Linked DNA regions of Anas platyrhynchos: region 2 is linked to region 1. A link is a contact called in public Hi-C data. All regions are on one chromosome and are shown on one strand. Each heading gives the region's core, a stretch centred on a gene start, on an enhancer-like site or on the middle of the called end of the contact. The rest is flanking DNA. Distances are from core to core; before and after follow the strand shown. Region 1 holds the start of UQCR11 (ubiquinol-cytochrome c reductase, complex III subunit XI). Region 2 holds the start of REXO1 (RNA exonuclease 1 homolog).

Evidence for each region. Hi-C and Micro-C count contacts between places; a contact is called where the count stands out from the background.
Region 2: a contact with region 1 is called in a Hi-C map of subcutaneous adipose tissue, with 2.6 times the contacts expected there. The contact joins the promoter of REXO1 here to the promoter of UQCR11 in region 1. A contact is called at or near these places in 4 of 8 Hi-C or Micro-C datasets (liver, skeletal muscle and subcutaneous adipose tissue).

What each region holds. Positions count from the first base shown.
Region 1 is chr29:4,571,384-4,574,700 of IASCAAS_PekinDuck_T2T, forward strand. UQCR11 (ubiquinol-cytochrome c reductase, complex III subunit XI) reads right to left here and starts at 1,770. Exons shown (of 3, transcript XM_027472193.3): 1 at 1,706-1,770; 2 at 326-460. The coding sequence starts at 1,755. The coding sequence ends at 340.
Region 2 is chr29:4,818,421-4,821,728 of IASCAAS_PekinDuck_T2T, forward strand. REXO1 (RNA exonuclease 1 homolog) reads right to left here and starts at 1,874. Exons shown (of 15, transcript XM_027471803.3): 1 at 1,557-1,874. The coding sequence starts at 1,740.

The DNA.
Region 1 (3,317 bases), core at 520-3,019:
TATAAGTGGATGCCTTAGAAGTTCCGAATGACCACAAAAGACTTTATTTGGCTTATCAAGAATCTCAGTAAATTGTAAAAAAAATCCACTGCTTACAACATAATCACTTGAGAATAATGCTCTTAGTAATACTTCATCCTTTGGCACTCCGAGAAGCCCTGCCCCTAACACAAAACAAGACAGAGCGATAAACACTGAATAACCAGATTAAGCAGCGCTGTTTTGGCCCACCAATTTGGCTGTGCCCTGGAGAAACAAGGCAGGCCAACTGCCACATCCACACACCTCCGCTATGTAAGCTGCCAGGTGCACAAACCAAACTCACCGTTAGAGGGAAGCTTAGTCTTCAGTTTTATACTTGCCACCGATGTAGGGCACATACTGAAGGACGAGCTTCCAGTCTGTGATCCATATTACACCGACACCGGCTACACCACCCCACGTGAAAAGGGTGGGAGTCCTAAAGAAGAGAGGCAGACACACAACACACGGGTAAACAACCAAGCCTCCAGTCAGAGGGCTGGCAGACACTCACCCTGAGGTACCCGGGAAACTCATTTTAATCAAGAAAGCAGCTTGACAGAAATTTGGAGAGAATCCCGTGCACAAAGGAGCTGATTTCCAAGATAACCAAGATGTTTTACGGGAAAAGGTTGATATGCTTTTATTTAAGAGAGGTGCTACTAAGTTTAGAAAATGCATACGGACTGGCTTATTACCCTAACTCTCCAGCTCGTGTCTCCTTTATTCTTGCCTGTGGCTACCACATCCTTCCTCGCCATGAACTGGCAACCTCAAGTGCTGCAGCAAGCACCTCTGAAATGCTCTGAGGTGAGCCAGGACAACACGCAGGCCACACACACGGCTGTCAAACCATGGTAGGATAAAATCTAACCTCAACAGCCACTTCTCAGTGCTGCAAACCCCACCCGAACCAAGAGAGAACCATGGAGAGGTTTGAGTTGGAAGGGACCTCAAAGCCCACCCCATCCCACCCCTGCCATGGGCACGACCCCCCCAGCAGCCCAGGCTGCCCCCAGCCCCATCCAGCCTGGCCTTGGGCACTGCCAGGGATGGGGCACCCACAGCTCCTCGGGGCAGCCTCAGCCAGGGCCTCACCGCCCTCAGAGGGAAGAATTTCCTCCTAATATTGAATTTAAACCTACTCTCTTATAGCTTAAAGCCATTGCCCCTTGTTCTGTCACTGCCCTCCCCGACAAAGAGCCCCTCCCCAGCTTTCCCAGTTCCAGTTCTGGGCTCCCCAGTACAAAAAAAGACAGGGATCTCCTGCAAAGAGACCAGCAAAGGGCTACAAAGATGATACGGGGCCTGGAGCATCTCCTCTGTGAGGAAAGGCTGAGGGACCTGGGTCTTAAAGCCATTACTCCTCGTCCTATCACCGCCCCCCCGACAAGAAGTCCCTCCCAGCTTTCCTGCAGGCCCCACAGCCCGCTCTCAGGTCTCCCGGGACCCTTCTCTCTCCCTGAGCACCCCCAGCGCCCCTCAGGGTTCCCCCGGCTCCTGCAGCAGCCCCCAGCGGGGCGGGGGCGCCCCAAAGCTCCCTGAGGGGAGGGGAACAGGGCCCAGAGGGGGAGCTGAGGGCCGGCTGCGGCCCCCCAGGACCCCATAAGCCCCCCAGGGCCCCATAACCCCCCCCCCAGGGCCCCATAACCCCCCCAGGCCCCCCCAGCCCCCCGCCCCTCACCAGTTCTGCAGCAGCTGCGCGTAGCGCGGCCCCAGCACCCTGCTCAACATGGCGCCGCCTCAATGTCACCCTCGCCCCGCGCATGCGCCGCCGCCCCGCGCCGCGCAGAGGAAGGCCCCCGGCCCCCCCCCGGGGCTGCCCGCGGCGCTGCCTGAGCGCGGCGGTGTTGTCATGGCAACGGGGCTCCGTGCCCATGATGGGGGGGGGTGAGGGGACGGGGCCTGGCCCCATAGCAGGGCAGGGACACGGGGGGGCAGAGCCATAAATCATCGTTAGGGTTGGGAAACACCTCCAAGATCACCTGGTCCAACTGTCCCCCTGTCACCGCTGTCACCCCCTGAGCCGTGTCCCCAAGCACCATGTCCAGCCCCCAAAACACCCCCAGGGACGGTGACACTGGCAGGGACTGGCCCTGACCCCACACAGGGCAAGGGACACAAGCCCTCAGGGCATGTCCCCGTCCCTACAACAGAGAGCCCTGAGGGGACTGTCCCTGTCACCCCAAGGGAAAGGGGTGACAAGCCCTGAGGGGCTGGTTCTGCCCCTGGACAAGGCAGAGATGTGGGGTGAGCCCCCTGTCCCCATGCTGGAGCAGGAATGTGACTGCTGGGGATCCGGTGCTGTCCCCAGGCTGTCCCCAGCTCAGCTTCTCGCCCTTGGTGCTGGGGGAGGCTGGCATCTGCCCAGAGCCATTTCTCCAGCGCCTGCCTGTGCCTCTGCAAACCCTCCTTGCTGCTGTCACTCAGGAGAGGGAGTTTGGAGCCAGATTTTTTTTCATAAAACATCCCTAAATCCACCAACGGTTTCATAAAGTTCCTCAGACTCCCCAAAGCCAGCTCAGCTTCTTGGTAATCTGCAGGTCCCAAAAAGTCTAGGGGGACACTGGAGCCCGATGACTCAGCCTTGGGGCTGCAAACCCCATCCGCGCCAGTGTCCAGGAGTGATGCCAGCAGCCAGCACCTCCCTTCACACCCTGCGCTGCATGTGCAAGTTTCACAGAGCCCAGACCCACAGAGCTGAATCTCTTGCAAAAATCCAGCCTGTTTTTTTATTTTTTTTTTTTCCTTCTCACCGGGACACAGAACAACTATTTTATCAGCTCTTTGCATGATCAACTTCACCACCACATTTTGACGGTTTGAGTTTTTCTCTGCCTAGATACCAGCGGGGCGATGCAGGTTACTGAACCGTGCAGGCTTTTGGGTTCATTTCTGTGAGTTTTTTCTCCGTTGCCCACGCACCAGCTGGTGCATGAGGAAGTCAGACGGCGCTGCATGGTGTGTGTTCCTGCAGGAAACCAGTGCCTTTGCCACCGCCGCTGTGGGTATGGAGGGGGAGTGAGCCTGGTGGGCAGGCTCTGCACAGGTTTGGCTTTTTTAATGACATTTCAACTGTGTCTTGAAGTCATGCAAATGCAGGACAGTCTCGGCTTTCAATTTGCAATGAGAGTTTCCTAGATGACCAAAAAAAAAAAAAAAAAAGCGAAATAACTCCAAACTTTAGAAGCAATGAAAAACATCTCAACGTGTATCTTCAGAAAAGCCGTGGGGCTTTCAAGGCAATTCTGAGGGCATTTCCTCCTGCTTTTCCACAGTCCTGGCAGACACTGGAA
Region 2 (3,308 bases), core at 624-3,123, 250 kb after region 1:
TGTGTCTGACTGTGACTGCCCTGAACACGCTTATTTATTTTAAATTTGACAGCTGTCGTGGTAAGACGAGCTGGTGATCAGGGGACACACAGAATTAGTAATTTCTCAAGTTTATGAATAAGCCAATGTAAAGCAAGCATAATTATAAAAAAAAAATAAGCTGTGCTTTATTTTGACAACTTTGGCCTGAGGTCATTAGACCACACACACGAGCATGTATGGCCTAGCAGAGTAACAGCTTGACCAAGAAGAAAGCGAGCAGCAGCCTTCTGGGGGGAAGAACGAAGGCTTTCCTCTGCCAGTACAATAAGCAGCCCAGCAAATAATGACTAAGTAAAATGACGAGAGCTGCTGGAAGAACCAAGCAGAACAGCAGCGATCTTTCCCGTAGCCAAGCTTCTTTTTGAGAGAGCTGGCGTTGCTCCACGCCTCGCTGAAGTCCTGCTGGGGCTTCCCGCAGCCCCACCGGCAGGACCAGCAGCTGCTGGCGCGGCTCCTGCATCACCTCCAGGCCCACGGACAGCACAGCAGGTCAGAAGGCTGCCCCGACAGCTCACAGCTCGCTGCTGTGTGAGTTTGGCTGCCTGGGGGCACAGGGAAAGGGCTGAGCACAGAGCTGTCCTCCAGCAGCCTGGCGACAGGAGGAGGCTGTCCTGGGGCGATCGGTTATTGCAGGAAGCTGCTCCCCACCGCCCGTGGGTCAGGAGGTGCCTGCAGGATCCTGCCGGTGACCAGGGGATGGTTTGGGTTGGAAGGGATCCTCGATGATCACAGCCTTCTCCAGAGCAGGGGGCTCAGAATCACAGCACGGCTGAGGCTGGAGGGGGGCCTCTGAGGATCAGCCAGGCCAGAGCACCCAGAGCACATCACGCAGGACGGCACCCAGGTGGGGTTTGGCTATCTCCAGAGCAGGAGCCTCCAGCACAGCCGCTCTGGGCAGCCTGTCCCAGCCCTCTGTCCCCCTCCCATGCTTCAGTTTGTGCCCGCTGCCTCCCGTCCTGTCACCGGGCACAACCCGCAGAGCCCGGCTCCATCCTCTTGCACCCTCCCATACACACAGAGGAGATCGAAGCCCTGGGCTCCAAGGATCATGGAATCATTACGGTTGGAAAAGGTCCCCAACCGCACCTGCTCCAACCCCCGCGCCGTGTCCCCAAGCACCAGGCCCAGCCCCTCCTCGAGCACCCCCCGTGCCGGTGACTCCAGCAGCTCCCCGGGCTCTGTCGATGTGTCCCCGCTCCCAGCCGGGCCCCCCTCGAGGCCGTTCCCTCTGCTGCGGGCAGAGCCCGGCCCCAGCTCCCCACAGCCCCCAGGGAGCGGGGGGGGGCCCCTGAGCCTGCTCCATCCCCAGCCCCCCCCCAGCTCCCTCACCACAGGGCCCGTGCGGAGCCCCCCCCCCCCACCTCACCTCACGAGACCCACCCCCGGTTTCTCTCCGCACACCGAGCGGCCCCAGGGGCTCCCCCTCCCCCCGGGGCGCCGCAGTTTTGTGGCCGGGAGCCCCGGGGAGGCCCCGGGCCGGCAGAAGGGAGGCGGGGAGGGGGCCGGGGCCGTACCTGCGCCGTGGCCCAACGCGGCGGTGGCGGCGGCCGCACCGGGGGCTCCGCAGCGCGCCGCCACCGGGGGGTGTCGGAAATGGCAGTAGGGCCGGCGGCAGGGGGGGCCCCCGGCCGGCCCCGACCCCCCGGAGCCGAGGAAGGGGCAGTCGATGCCGCGGAAGTAGCCGCTGGAGCGCAGCATGGCGGCACCGGGCGGCTCCGGGCGGCTCCGGGCTCCGGGCCCCGCGCTCCCGCCTCAGCGCCCCGGGCCCGCCGCCATCTTGGGAGCGCCGCGGCCCGGCCCGCGAGGTCCCCCCCGCGAAGCCGCTGCCAGCACCGGGCTGCCCGCGGCGCGCCTGAGCGGGAGGGGACGGGAAATGGCGGGCGGGGCCCCGGCGGGAAAAGGGGCGGGGGGAAAATGGCGGCCGGGCCGCGTGAGGCGGGGAGGGAGCGGGAGGGCTGGGGGCTGTCCGCTGAGGGGCCGTGGGGGTCTGCGGCTCCCTCAGGACGGGAGCGGGGCGCTGCTCGCTGGGGACAGCGGCAGGGCGAGGACGGGGAAGGGGTCGGAACCCAGAGGTGCTGGGGCACGGAGCTGCTGCAGCTCAGGGAGCGCTGGGACGCGGCTCGGTGCGGTTCTGGGGTGGTCCTTTGGGGTCCCAGGGGTTGTGCCCGGTGATCCCAGCTCCACACAGCCCCCAAAACGGCCTCGGCTTTGAGGTGTTGGAGGAAGGAGCCTGCCCACATCCCGCCCTGGGACCGTTGCATCCCCAGCAAAGGAGGCCAGGCTGGGACAACAGCAAGAAATGAAGCAAGAAACGAAGGGATTTCCAGGAGAAATCCCACCGGGTGCAGGCAGGAGCCACGGTTCAGAGACAAGGAAACCAGGACAAGGAAACCAGAGACAAGGAAACCAGGAAAGCCTCGTCCCACGTGAAAGCGAGGATAGGAGACAGGGTGGAAAGTACTGGGGAGGTGCAGGGAGCCAGCTGGATGGCTGGAGAAAGGTCCTCAGCTGGTGGCAGGAGGAATTCGTGGCCCCAAGGAAGGACAAACGAAGGATGACAGAATTCATGTTTCAAAGGCATCTTAAAGAAACAAAAAAACTTTTATTTTCAATGATCCTTCCTGTATGTTACCCCCCCACACCCAATATCCCAGCAGAGCAAACCCAGGTGCTGAAGGTGAGGGAGGAACCCACCTCCTGCTGCTGCCCAAAGCACGGGGAGAATTGAGCAAGAGACCCGTGCCCCAGCACTGCCAGGGCTTTGGAAAACCTGAATGATAAACGAAAAGCATCGCTAAAGCTCCTCCCAGCAGAAGGAAGCACACGTGCACCACCGCATACCTCATTCCCTTTCAGACTCTTCAGTTATAGTCAAAAAACGCAGGGTTGGGATTTTCCAAAAGTTTAACACAGGTGGTTCATTTAGAAAATGATTTCTGCCCCCCAAACCTGGTTATTTTTGGCAGCAAGGAATCCTTTCTGGTAATCCCCATCCCTCGCTGCTGGAGCAAGTGGCACCCATTAGGAACAGTCACACAAGCACATGTGGGCTGAGGGCTCCTCTCAGCGCTGCTTCAGACAAACACAACAACTGCATAGACATATTTTTTAAACCAGGAGGGTGGAAACACCGGGGGATAGCAGCTTGCCTCGGGCAGAAACACGCCACCAACACAAAGTGCTTTACAAGGTACCAGGCAGTGCTCACACCAAGCATCCCCACGCACACTCCTGCCAGCCAGCTCTCTGCCTCTCACGAGCACTAA